3 separate regions of the Mus musculus genome follow, and regions 1 and 2 are each linked to region 3. A link is a contact called in public ChIA-PET and HiChIP or PLAC-seq data. All regions are on one chromosome and are shown on one strand. Each heading gives the region's core, a stretch centred on a gene start, on an enhancer-like site or on the middle of the called end of the contact. The rest is flanking DNA. Distances are from core to core; before and after follow the strand shown.

The links. ChIA-PET counts read pairs in DNA pulled down with a chosen protein or histone mark. HiChIP or PLAC-seq counts read pairs in DNA pulled down with a chosen protein or histone mark.
Region 1: an RNA polymerase II ChIA-PET map of memory CD8 T cells shows a contact between it and region 3, with 743 read pairs. The contact joins the enhancer-like site here to the promoter of Ptprc in region 3. A contact is called at or near these places in 1 of 39 promoter capture datasets (pre-B cells), 1 of 484 Hi-C or Micro-C datasets (CD4 T cells), 5 of 115 datasets of contacts at active chromatin or transcription factors (bone marrow-derived macrophages, effector CD8 T cells, memory CD8 T cells and 2 more) and 2 of 9 other capture datasets (liver and macrophages).
Region 2: a contact with region 3 is called in an H3K27ac HiChIP or PLAC-seq map of thymic regulatory T cells, with 4 times the contacts expected there. The contact joins the enhancer-like site here to the promoter of Ptprc in region 3. A contact is called at or near these places in 1 of 39 promoter capture datasets (pre-B cells), 1 of 484 Hi-C or Micro-C datasets (group 2 innate lymphoid cells), 8 of 115 datasets of contacts at active chromatin or transcription factors (the SCID.adh cell line, effector CD8 T cells, memory CD8 T cells and 5 more) and 1 of 9 other capture datasets (macrophages).

What each region holds. Positions count from the first base shown.
Region 1 is chr1:138,514,078-138,518,454 of GRCm38.p6, reverse strand. Nek7 (NIMA (never in mitosis gene a)-related expressed kinase 7) reads left to right here. Exons shown (of 10, transcript NM_021605.4): 6 at 1,819-1,927; 7 at 2,723-2,830. Among named protein-coding and RNA genes, the nearest start is that of Nek7, 100 kb to the left of the region's middle. Within about 2 kb of position 1,349, at least 101 of the 459 cell types and tissues checked have an H3K27ac peak or open chromatin away from gene starts, as enhancers often do. A contact at or near this core is called in bone marrow-derived macrophages, effector CD8 T cells, liver and 4 more, where this site is marked.
Region 2 is chr1:138,559,642-138,563,660 of GRCm38.p6, reverse strand. It overlaps Nek7 (NIMA (never in mitosis gene a)-related expressed kinase 7), which reads left to right. Exons shown (of 10, transcript NM_021605.4): 2 at 1,876-1,958. The coding sequence starts at 1,902. Among named protein-coding and RNA genes, the nearest start is that of Nek7, 58 kb to the left of the region's middle. Within about 2 kb of position 2,745, at least 60 of the 459 cell types and tissues checked have an H3K27ac peak or open chromatin away from gene starts, as enhancers often do. A contact at or near this core is called in the SCID.adh cell line, effector CD8 T cells, group 2 innate lymphoid cells and 5 more, where this site is marked.
Region 3 is chr1:138,173,370-138,177,548 of GRCm38.p6, reverse strand. It overlaps Ptprc (protein tyrosine phosphatase, receptor type, C), which reads left to right and starts at 2,423. Exons shown (of 32, transcript NM_001111316.2): 1 at 2,423-2,534. The coding sequence starts at 2,462.

The sequences.
Region 1 (4,377 bases), core at 100-2,599, 340 kb before region 3:
GATGTGTTAATGTGGCATAGGGGGGTGCATGCACGGGCATTATTGGATGCGTTCCAAGTCTCAAGGAAAATTATGTGTAAAGAGCTGAATTTTCAGTATTGTCTCCTTCCAGTGAAAACTGATGTTGACACAGTCTGCCATAAAAGAAAACCTTCCTATTGAAACCCAATATGGGCATTTCTCCATAGTTAGAAGGACAGTGGTCTACTTTCATTATTACCTGGTCATTTAGAATAGGTTACTGACTTACTTGCTAATGAAATTGCAAAAAGTAATTGATTTTTCAGCCATGTGCTATGTAGGAAAAATTAGCCTAGTATTCTTACCTTTTTTTAAACAGACATTTTTTCTTCCTCTAGCAAGTGGGCACAGTGGCAGGGGGGTGTTGGTTGTTGCTGATGGAAAAGGACTCCAGTAGTTTCCCTGTAGCTTTGCCATTTTAGCCAGCCCTCAGCTGGCCACAGGTGCGACTCAGAAGGGCTGGCTTTTCACTTTCTCAAATATAGGGTTTTTTTTTTTTTTTTGCATTCAATACCAAAAAATTAATTGGTTGAACTTTTCCAAATGTGGTTTTCAAATACAGTAAAAAAACAGATTTAAAAGTTGATGTTAGGACATATGCTTCATAAAGTTAAGATTTTTTTTTAAAGCTTTGTAGGAAAAAAAAAAGCTGTTTAAAGGTACCGTTTCTTCATGTTGGTAATTTATAAGTACTATTCAGTAAGAAACCCACTGCACTGTTGTTTTTAAAAATGATTTTTATATACAGAGTATCCAGTGGGGCTGAGAGCTTGGATCTTGCTATGCTGCTTTCATAGTTTCCTGTTAAACTTAAGACAGGAAACTGGACGACGCTGCTCTGTAGCTGTGGGCTTCTGGTTGTGTTTAGCAGTTTCCCTTTCAGTCTCTGGACCCCTCCCTCCGACAGCCTGTTGATACTCTCAGTGCTTTGCTTCAGCTTTCCTGTGACCATCTCACTCTCCAGAACGTAGTTTCATCCATTCAAAAGACAGCTTTGCTTTGTTATGTGCAGTGAATACACTCATGAAAACTTTTATACCATGACTTAAGTTTTAGTAAATTATGGTGTTTCTAGTCACCCATGCAGCTCAACCTTTAACTAGAATTCTAGAGTGGAGACATTTGCCTGAAGCAGGACTGTCTTTTGTTTGTTTGTTATTTCTATTTTTGTTGTTGTTGGTGGTGGTGGTTTTTAAGACTAAGTCCTATGTGCTAGGCTGGCTACATACTCCTTACCTCGCTGAAGATAAGCTTGCCCTTCTGCTCTCTGGCACCTGCCTCCCAAGTGCTGGGCTTGCACTTTTGACTCACCCACTTCCTCTGTCTCACAAGTGCTAAGCTTGCAGGCATGCAACACCATGCTTGTTCTTGTGGTGCTGTAGATGGAACCCAGGCATGCTAGACACACACTTTAATCAGCTAATGCAACATACTCAGTAAGAGTGGTCTTTTAGCGAGTCTACTTTAATATTTCTTCATTTCCTAAAACCGTAGTCCTTCTTGAAATGAGATGTGAGATAAGTCATTTTAGATAGATGTATTTTTTTAAAAGTAGTTGGACATTACAGAGTAGTAGTGTTCCATAGCTTAAGAACAAATAGGAGGAAATGTAAGTCATTCTGTCAAGTGAAATTTCTGGAGTCGTCTTAGTATGGAAAATTATACTTTAAAAAATAATAACGAGGGGATAAAAGTTGATTTTTTTCTGACTTACTGATTCGCAATGCTGGAATTCAACTTTAAGAAATCTGATTTCTCAGAATCACTAATTTTTTTTTAAAAAAATATTTTAAACAGCACTTTAAGAAACAAAAGAGGCTAATCCCTGAGAGAACCGTTTGGAAATACTTCGTTCAGCTCTGCAGTGCACTGGACCACATGCATTCTCGAAGAGTCATGCACAGAGGTAAGAGAAGCACGGGAAGTCTGCAGCAGCATCTTAAGTGACATTCGCCACCAAGCACTTTAAGATAGCTTCCATTCAGTCCACGGCATTACCTGTTTTTCATAATTTATGTCTAAATTATAATTTGTCAGGACTGTAAGCGTTAAAGTGAAGCCCTGCTTTATGATAAATAATGCGAATTATGCTTTGCCCGACTTCTCTCAATACCTTGCTGGTTCTCTGGGTGAGAAAGGGAAGCTGTGGGGGACAGTGCATGTGCATTAGGAAGAGGGTTTGTCGTGTCTCCTCCAGACAAGCAGACTGTGGCATCCCAGCCTCAGGCCTTCAGGGATGCTTCATGGTCAGTCCAGTTGTTGGGCAGACATAATGCACTCAAGTCACTAAGTGACTGATCCACTTATTTGGGGCTGTCAGATCTGAAGCAAATTATTTAGGGAATTGTGATTTCTGAAGCCATGAAATGAATACAATGTACATAATATTGCTAAGGTATGATTTTATAACTTGTGTAAATGTACCAATTCCTTTTTCAGCAGCATGTTATTTAACACCATTAAACAAAGGGGGACACATGTTTATTTTGTGCCTTAAATTTTCACCCGTATTCCTTGTGATATTAATTGGACTAAGAAGTTTGAAATATATGAGAATAATTCAAAATATAGTGAGTGACTTTCGGTTCAGACCTTCATATTTAATAGACATTTTGAATCCTTCCACAGGAGGAAATTTCGTATTCCTTTCAGATTCCCAAACTTATAGCATCTCTCACCTGATCTCTTCATTTATCCACAGATATAAAACCAGCTAATGTGTTCATTACAGCCACTGGGGTAGTAAAACTCGGAGACCTTGGGCTTGGTCGGTTTTTCAGCTCCAAAACCACAGCTGCACATTCTTTAGGTAAGAGGCATGATTTCACCGCTTCAGTCCGTTACGTGTGTGATTGTGTTGGTCACGGTTTAAAACAGGTCACACCAGCTCTACGGCGCTGCTTGCCTAGGAGTCAGCTGCTCCTGACAGGTGCTCACAGTTCCCTCTTACCTTTTACACGATTGCTTATTTAAACTGAAGCAGGCCCTGAGGTTTTTGTTGTTTGTGCTGGTTTTTTGAATAATACTGATAAGCCTGGCTTTTACTGTTGCCATGGAGAACTCCTTTTGTCTTATTTGTAATGACTGTGAGCTAATGGAAAACTGTATTTTGGAAGAAGTCTTCACTGGATATTTTTTAAATGCCAGAGGTAATAATTCATACATGTTTATTTATTCAATGGGCGTGTAACTGTGATAACTATTAAGAGAGAAAACCTAAGGATGATGACTCATAGTGAATGAAGAGAAACAAAATTTCTCTATTTACAGAATGGAAGAAATACCCACAGTTGATTCATTTTTGAGTTAACATTATTTTGATGTCCCTTTGCACCTAAAATAGAATTGATGTAACTACCAACACTGTATTAGCAATGGGAAGAAAAATTATTTTGGATCAGAAACAATAAAAATTCCTAGAAGAAATGTTTTTTAACTTGTGTTAAAAGTAGATTATCTCATGACTCCCCAAGTCACCTTTTTTCTTCTAGTGCATATAAAATACAGGAAGTGTTGATTTTTAAAATAAGAACTAAAACAAAATTAAGTTGGCCTTAATTTAGTTGTGTCTATCTTTGCTGTCATAATTTCCTTGAAAGTCATTAATTCTTTGAAAGCAGTCTTTAGATGTGGAGTGAGGAGCTTTTAAATGGGCTCTTAAAGAACAGTGATGTAAACTAAATAGCCAAACAGGGAAATAAGCTTCCGGATACATGGCTGGAGACATTTGAAGGCGTTTGTTCCTAAGCATTGTTCCTGAGCTTCCGTGCACCTTGAATCTATCACTTATTAATATTTTGTTTCTAGAGTAGACTTTGGCTTGACGGACAGTGTCGTGGAAATGCTTACACTTCCCTGAATTTCACTTTGTTAGTTATGGAGAACATATGATTCCACACTGATGTCCTGAAGCAGTTAGTTCCTTCACATTTCACACTTACAGTCACATAACTACAAGGCCTTTTCCAGGTATAAGATTTTGATCTGAAACCTCATAAGGAATCAGCAAATTTGCATAACCCTTTGATAAAGTTTTATTGGAGAAGTTACAATTCTTATAGTAGGTGTGGTAGACAATTTCTAGGAAGAAGCCATAGCCCTTCCTACTAAAGACACTGCCACTCTGTGCTGCTCCTCTGATTGCTGTCCTAACAACACCTTGTCAGTAACTCACTTGAAACACTAGTTTATCATTGCATGTGCACACACACTAATTGCACGTGCTTGTACACACATGCCACTTGTTTAAATGCTGCGTTGCAGTCACTCTTGAGTAGGCTGTAGTGTTTGAGCTTTACCGAACTAATGATTAACCTGAAATCCGAATCACACAACAATTTTGAACAATTCAAAGTG
Region 2 (4,019 bases), core at 1,496-3,995, 390 kb before region 3:
TTAATTATTGTTATTTCTTTGGTTTTTTTGTTTATTTTCTGTTTTTTGTTTGTTGTTGTTTTTTCTTTTGTTTGTTTTGTTGTTGTTGTTTTTTTGTCTTTGTTTTTGTTTTTTTGAGACAGGATTTCTCTATTTGTAAACTTGGCTGTCCTGGAACTCACCCTCTAGTCTAGGCTGGTCTTGAACTCACAGAAATACCCCTGCTTCTGCTTCCAAGTGCTGGAATTAAAGGTATATACCACCACTGCTTGCTTGGCTTATTTCTTCTTATATTCAACTACAGAATTATATTTCAAAAATATTTTTAAAAATGGAATCAGACAGATTCTGAAACTAATATTAAAGTTAAATGTAATTAAGCAGAATAAGTACTTTGATGTGTTTTGAGACCAGTTCCCACTATGTAACTCTGTTTGACCTGGAACTCATAGTGATCCTCCTGCCTCAGCTTCCCAAGTGCTATGATTCACAGGTGTGTATCACCATGCCTGATTATCGAGGTTGTATAGTAAGCCAGGTATGGTGGCACACACCTTTGACCCCATCATTCTGGAGCAGAGGGAGGTTCAAGGTCAGCCTGGTCTATATAGCTAGTTCCAGAAGAGCCAAGGCTGTGTAGAGAGACACTCTTTCTCCCTCCTTCGCCCAGTTATTTTATTATACAGCATTGCTACTTAGTACTTAGTTTTTGTATTATGTATGGCAGTAGCTAGGTATGTAGTCCTCTGTAGTTTAGATGCCATCAACAGGAGGTTTAAGCATAGACAAATGGGTGTCTTACTAGAAAGGAAAGAGAAGCTAAAACAGATACAGTCCCCTCTGTACTGGCGGGTAATTGGTTTCAGGATTTTCTGATTTACCATGGATACTAAAATCTGATGGTACTCTGGTAAACCTTATATAAATTAGGGCTTATATATTTCAAATCACTATATAGCTTCATATAGCCTACACATATCTTCCCATAAACTCTGTGAGCATCCTCATCTAATATAGTATTGAAGGTTCTGTAATGTGTTGCTATATTGTTGAAGGGATAATGCCAAGGAATGTCTATATGTATTCTGAACCAACGTAGCTCTGTGAATACAGAGTGCTGACTGTGTCTCTGTGCAGAGTGACTTGACTCAGGATAAAGATGAGAGAGCAGCATTGTGGTATGGTGAAGGGCACTGTTTTCAAAGAGTGCAATTGGGTATCCATAAAGACAACCGATTTCCTTTATTATATAAATATAATTCCAGACAGCAGTCTAAATATGGAAGACTAAAGAATAAATAAAATGGGGGAACTTATATAAGGGAACTGATTCGTAAGTAGCTTATAAGACATTCATCAGAGAGAAGTAGATGATCTAGACTGACTGCATTATAATGATGAGTTTCTGTTTACCATTGAGAAGGTTTTCGACAACTCGTGTGGCTGAAGATCAAATTTGCAGTGCAAATGACCTATATCCAGAATATTGTTGCTACTGTTTAAAAGGTATTCTAAAGGAAAGTTTAGTATTATTTTAGTAAAGTATTAGATGTGCTGGTATTTTTAGAATGTAAAGAATAGATACAATTTAGGGTTGCTGGGGCGCTTAGCCCTAGTCTGGGGATCTTTGTGTGCTATTAGTCTTCCCTCAAGCATGGGATGTCCTTGATCTGTTTGCCCGGAGAAGTGGAAATGGTGTGCTAGTGTCTGATTATGTGAACTAAACAGAGCTTGGGTGTAGCAGGTGTCAGCAATAGAAGCGGAGGGTGTCTTAGTGAGTTGTTCGGAAGCATCACAGGAATCTATCATATCTCCGTGCATGTGTCGGGCCCGTGGAAGTGGTGTGAATTGGTAATGATTGCGTTCTTTAAATTTCAGCTTTCCGTTTTTTTGCAGAATCCTGAAGTCCCAGTTGAGTCAGAATGGATGAACAATCACAAGGAATGCAAGGGCCGCCCGTTACTCAGTTCCAGCCACAGGTAATTTAATTAAGCAGGGATAAGTGTGTCTCTCTGTTAAATATGTGGGAGTAAACCAATCAAGTAAGCCGCAGTCAAGGAGCGGCCAAGTGGTCATTTTGAATTTCCAAGTTGTAGTCAGAATTACTGGCTTCTACGTGCTTCCTGAGGCTCGGTCCTCGTCTTCAGCAGGACAGGAGGGTAGCTCTAGCTTATGAGTTCATCTCTTGACTTCTTGGCTTTGAGGGTTACTGATAGTCTGGGGGAGGCGAGGAGGGGAGGGGAGGCGAGGTTTAGGAGTGTCTCTGCATTTTGTACCCACTTCTGCTTTGGCTGGCAGCTCTTGACTTCCATCATATTCTCTCTCTCTCTCTCTCTCTCTCTCTGTCTGAATTTTTTTTATTATGTTATTCCTTATATCTTGTAATGTAAATTGTTTTTGTAAAACAGTGTATACATACTATTGAAATTCAACTTGGAGTTTCCCAGCATTTGTTGTTAAGGTGCCCCGCAGAGCCCCATATGCAATGGATGCTTACAGTGTAAGCTTCACTTTCCCAGGTGGCACCTCATTGTCCCTACTGTCGTTCATACAGGCTGCTTCTCAGCCTGGTATTGAGAGGTCTTCTACAGCAGCCCTCACTTACGCTCCACTGGCCTTGCCTCGGTTTTGCTCAAAGGTTCTCAGTGTTGAGGACCCGACAGGACTTACAAGTGAAATCTGTAGTGGAGTGGGTGTGTGGCAACGTCCCCACAGACTTCCGCGTGCAGTGCGCACTGACTCCCAAAGCGGGCATGTGTGACGCCCATATTGGTCTCCACACTTGCTTAGTCTGTGGTTTCATTCGTTTCAGTGCATCTGTTGGCTTCTCCCAGCAGCACAGCTCAGAAATGCAGCCTACAGAAAACTGTCTTTGCTGATTCCCTGAACTCACCCATGTTCTACACGCCTTCCTGCTCGCTCTTTAGTTTTTAAAATCTGGTCCATCCTTCCGGGACCATCTAAAGCGCCAGCACTGCCGTAGGGCCTGTCCCAACTCCCGGTCTTCCCACGGAAACTTGATGGAGGATCTTGATGTTTGTTCTGGTGTTTCCTGAATCTTTGTTATCTTTGTTTCGTTTGCTCATGTGGGCATTTTCCTTAGCTCTTCTTATTAAGCTAAATCTTGTGAGAAAGGATACATTTACTTTGGACACTGCTGAGCTCTTATTTTTTTTTTACTTGTAGTAAGGCTCAGGTAGATACAGAGTTGAAGCCAATCAGGATGCCCTTAAAAGGACCATGTTTAATCATTCTCAAATATATATATTTAATATACGTTGTGTTGCTATGTTCTCTGTACTTGAGTTTTCAGTGTTGAGAAAAACCATTTAGAGCAAGAATACTTTTGCTTTCAGGATTGGCTCTATCAAGTCTATCTGTAACTTTGTAACGGTCTTAAGTTACACGATCAAGATTGTTATAAGCAAATGGTATTAGCTCTACCTAGTTTAATGCCATCTCATCCGATGATGAGACACTGAGACACCATTATTACACCGTTCCTAGCAAAGACAATAAAAGAACACCTCTAAAAATTAGGGAGTTCATGTTGTGATTCTGAAGTTCACAGTTTTGGCTGGTCCTGTGCTTCAAAGAAAAAAAAAATCCCCTTTTTTTTTCTTTTTTTTTTTTTTTTTTTTGCCTCCTACTGACTTGCCAACCAAGAAAGGTCGGGGCGGCAGTAGGAGGCAGAAATGAAAGTAATTGTTTTCTTATGAGACACTAGGCTGCCACACAGTCTAAATTTCAAAATCATAGACCGGTTCTGCATCTCTTTTCACACCAGTCCTTTCGTTTCTGCCTCCTGCTGTTGCTCCTGTGTGGGTGGACCGACCACTTTCCCTGTTGGAAACAGGCAAGTGTCATCCCAGGCTTGGCTGCCTTGTGGCAGGCATATGGGGGGAAGGGAGGGGCTTTCCCCTTTCCTCCCCTCTGCCTTCAGACTGATGGTGTGAGACAGCGAAAGAAAGATTACCTGACAAGAGCTTATAGGCGTTATTGCTTATTAAGTCTTTGAGAAATGTTCCTGCTCTCCGTAG
Region 3 (4,179 bases), core at 1,174-3,673:
CTGCAGCTCCTTGAAATCAAAGTAAGAGGAAAACAAAGTTTTAAGCATCAAAAATGTATCTGCAGGGTGCTGCAGAGATGGCTGAATGGGAAAAGTGCTTGCCTGTACAGGCATGAGAACCTGAGTTTGGAACTCCAGAACCCATTGTAAAAGTGACTATGCATGTGTGTAACCCCAATCCTGGGGACTCAGAGACAGGGCTTCATTGATCACACAGTCTACCCTAAATGCTGAGCACAGCTTCAGTGAGATACCCTAACTCAAAAACATGTATAGAGTGATAGAAGAAGACACCTAACATTACCTTTTTGCCTTCAAATGTACACAGGTGGATGAACACATGTACACCACACAAACCCACAGAGAGACACAGAGATACACAGACACACAGACACACAGACACACACACACACACACACACACACACACACACACACGAAAACACAAGACCCTATGGTATTTCATAATTAGGGATTATAATCACTGTGTCTACTTGTCTCCCATTATCTACATATTTCAAACACTAAGTTATGTGTATATTCTTTTGTTTTTAAATGAAAGTAGATAGCAAAATATTACTAGATCCATTTAATTGTACTGTTGAATTCACAGGAACCTTTAAAATACTGTAGGCATGTTCTTATTGGCAAACTCCCTGAGAATACCATCATTCATTCAGTCTTCTTTTGGTAGTAGAGGGAGAACATTATAGAAAGCCACAACCAGTCAAACTCAGAGAATGACTGACCTTGAGGTTTCCAACCCAATTTGATGCATCTGTAACACAAGGCTTGGGAAACTTACTCAAGCTCAGAAAACTTCACAGAAGAGGGAGTGGAAAGAGTGTAAAAGCCAGAGGACCAGGACGTCTGCTACAAGATAGTGTCTTTTAGGTATACGGGAAGGGTATCATCATGAAACCTCAATAAATGGCTTACTACCTTAGCAAGACCTTAATGGTGACAAGATCAGTTGATATGCTAAAGTTCATGAGGGAAATCTCAGAGGCCCCCACTCAAGATGAAGCATGAAAGGTAGTTAAGGACTGCTGAATATAAGAATTAGACTTTCGCATGGTGAGCTCCCTAACTAGTTATGTGATACCAGGTAGTCAACCCTATGTACACACAGACAAACACAGACACATACACACACACCTACACATCTACACATCTACACACACACACACACACACACATACACCACTAAACAAACTCAGTAGGTTATACCTTCAGGTGTGTGTGTGTGTGTGTGTGTGTGTGTGAGTGTGTGTATACATGTGTAGGGGTGTGTGTGTATGAGTGTATGTGTGTGTAGGGATGCGTTTATTTGTAGGTGTGTGTGTAGCAATAAAAGTTAAAGAATAAATGGTATGAATTAGGGATGAATCTGTGTATTTGGACATAGGAGGGTTCTGGGGAAAAGAGAGAGTGGGGGGAAATAATGCAAATTCAATATACATGTGAAATTGATCAGGGATGTGTGTGGTGGGGTGGGGAAATACTATGATCAAAAGAAACAAGTTAACTTTGTAAAAGACAAGGCTTGGTTTTCATTGCTCTTCTTTCATTGGTAAATAGCACAGAGCAACCCCAAATGTAGGGGCACTCCTGTCTTGAAGCAGAATTCACTGATGCACAGAGGAGAGTCTCACTCCACCACTCAAGGAGATACCTGCATAAAACTCAATGAAACCACCACCAGCAGCCCTGAAAAACAAATTGGGAGGCTCTTTAAAGCCAGTGAAGGTAGTTTTGCATAGGAAAGCCACATCACCGAGGAAATAGGCATACCATTTGAGTCTGAGCTCCTTATGGTAAATAACAGGAGTTGGCAGACATAAGCAGAAAGACAGTTGGTTTGGGTCACTTGGTCGTCTTCAACGAACTTCAGAGCCTCGTACCAGCTTAGTCACTGTGTTATCTTGCCAACCCCTATGTTGTTATACTCATGTGGAAGCTTGTCATATCTTGGGTAAGAAAATTATTGATGACTTGGGAGGGATGTATTGTTTTTGAATAAAGCTTCCTTAAAAAGATATTAAAAAGGAGCAATATTTATATAGTTTAAAACTGTTTTCCTTTAGAGGAAAATTGAGACGAACCGCTAACAGCATAATTACTTGAATTAAGGAAGTAAGAAGCCATTGCACTGACTTTGAACGACCTTTTTTTTTTTTTTTTTAACTTCCTGCAAAGAGGACCCTTTACAGTATTTTTGGAGAAGTTAGTAAAACCGAATCTGACATCACCATTTAGCAGTGCATGTAGCTAGCAAGTGGTTTGTTCTTAGGGTAAGAGAGTAGGAAACTTGCTCCCCATCTGATAAGACAGAGTGCAAAGTATGCGTTCTTTTCTTTTAGTTTTGACTTAGCTTTACAGAGACAAACTTCAAGAGAGATAACCATTATTTTGCCTTTCAGGGAGACCCTATTTCTTAGGGGCACAGCTGATCTCCAGATATGACCATGGGTTTGTGGCTCAAACTTCTGGCCTTTGGATTTGCCCTTCTGGACACAGAAGTCTTTGTCACAGGTAAGCACACCCATATTCATTTTTACTTCCTTGTATTTTGTTGATTTTGTGGCAAAGGCTAGGTTGAAATGGCTATTTTTAAAAGTTGCGTGTGATGGATATTGAAAGTAAGAAGATTCGTTACTCCATGTTCAAGTTTGCCGTTGTTCAGAGAAACAAGGCCTAGTGGAGGGCAGCATACACTGCTTCTGTTCAAAATACATAAATGTTTCGGGGAAAGATCACACTTTAATAGGAAAGTTGACTCTCTTTGTCTCTCTTTATTTGGAAACTGTTCAGGAATGTAGCTAAAGCAATTGATCCAACCTGCATCTGCTATGGTTAGAGGAATTGTTAATTAAGTCAGCTTTTAATGCTTTTGATCAAAATATGAAAGGTTTAAAATCACGAGACAGCTTTGCTTGTGTGTAAGCCAGTCTCTTCAGACAAAGGGTTGTTTCCTCAAATGTTAATGATTATTAAAATAGGGTTTTGAATGCTCAGCTACAGAAAGGCTGAAGAGCACATTAGGTGCTTTAAAAACTCTCCGTGTTGTCTTACCATCGAATGTGTTTTGAATTAATCATTTTAGTTCTGAGATAATGCTTCCTATGAATTCTGCTGTGGAAATTCTGGTAGAGCCACCGCCCTTCCTGGGTGATGGGTACAGAGTACAGCCTTGAAAAGGTAGACGTGTGTTACAGTTCATAAAATTCCTACAAATGCTGTGTCCTTCAGGACAGGGTGACCAGGCAGGCACTGCTTACTGAAGGTTCAGTCCTTCTTACATATCTGGTCTGGTCAATAATTATTTCTGGAGTAGTTTCTCTTTGAGACATGAGTTGATTATCAAGTTACAGCTAGATGGCATTTCTCCTTGTAGTGTTTAATCTAAGATACTTTTAAATGGGGAAAATAGTTAATTGTATCAGAATTCAATTTTATTTTTTTCCTGATGTTCACTCCTCTCGTTTCCAAAGAAATCCCTGGTACTAAGCCGGCTAACGTCTGCTCTGTGTTGTCTGAGGGCCTGGAAAAGAAATGCAGCCTCAGATACTTGTTTGTTGATGTTATCACAATAAGTTTGTTTTGCTTTTTAATTGGAAAGATGGATTTTTTTTTCAAAAGAAAATCCAGTTAGGTAAGTTGCGAATTTGCTTGGATGAGGTTTATCTGGCATAAGATGATTTTAAACAATGCAGGGCACCACAGAATCTTGTCACAATGCACCAACTACTTCCCAGGTCGTGAGCTCTCTATGATTTTTGTTATAATGTAAAGAGAATTATAGAGAAGAATTGAAGATTGTACATTTTATCATATATTGGCATATTTCCACTGTAAGTCCCCACTCGGGGCAATTTTCCGATTTTCTTTAAATGGGTGAGAAAGAACATTAAGGTACCTTCAGATTGTAGAGCAAGTCACCCCCAAATTATAAATTAGGATATTGATATTTTTTGCACAAGAAACATCTTTGAATTCACCATAAAAATGTACATAAAGGGTCCTAGAAACCTTTAAATCAACTTTCCTAAATACTTTATTCTAAAATATAGATTATTAACCAATATATAGATAAAGGATAGTTGATAAATTGCTAACAGATAGAACGGTTTTTATAAAGACCAAGCTTAATATAATACTGAGGATAAATATTTTTCTA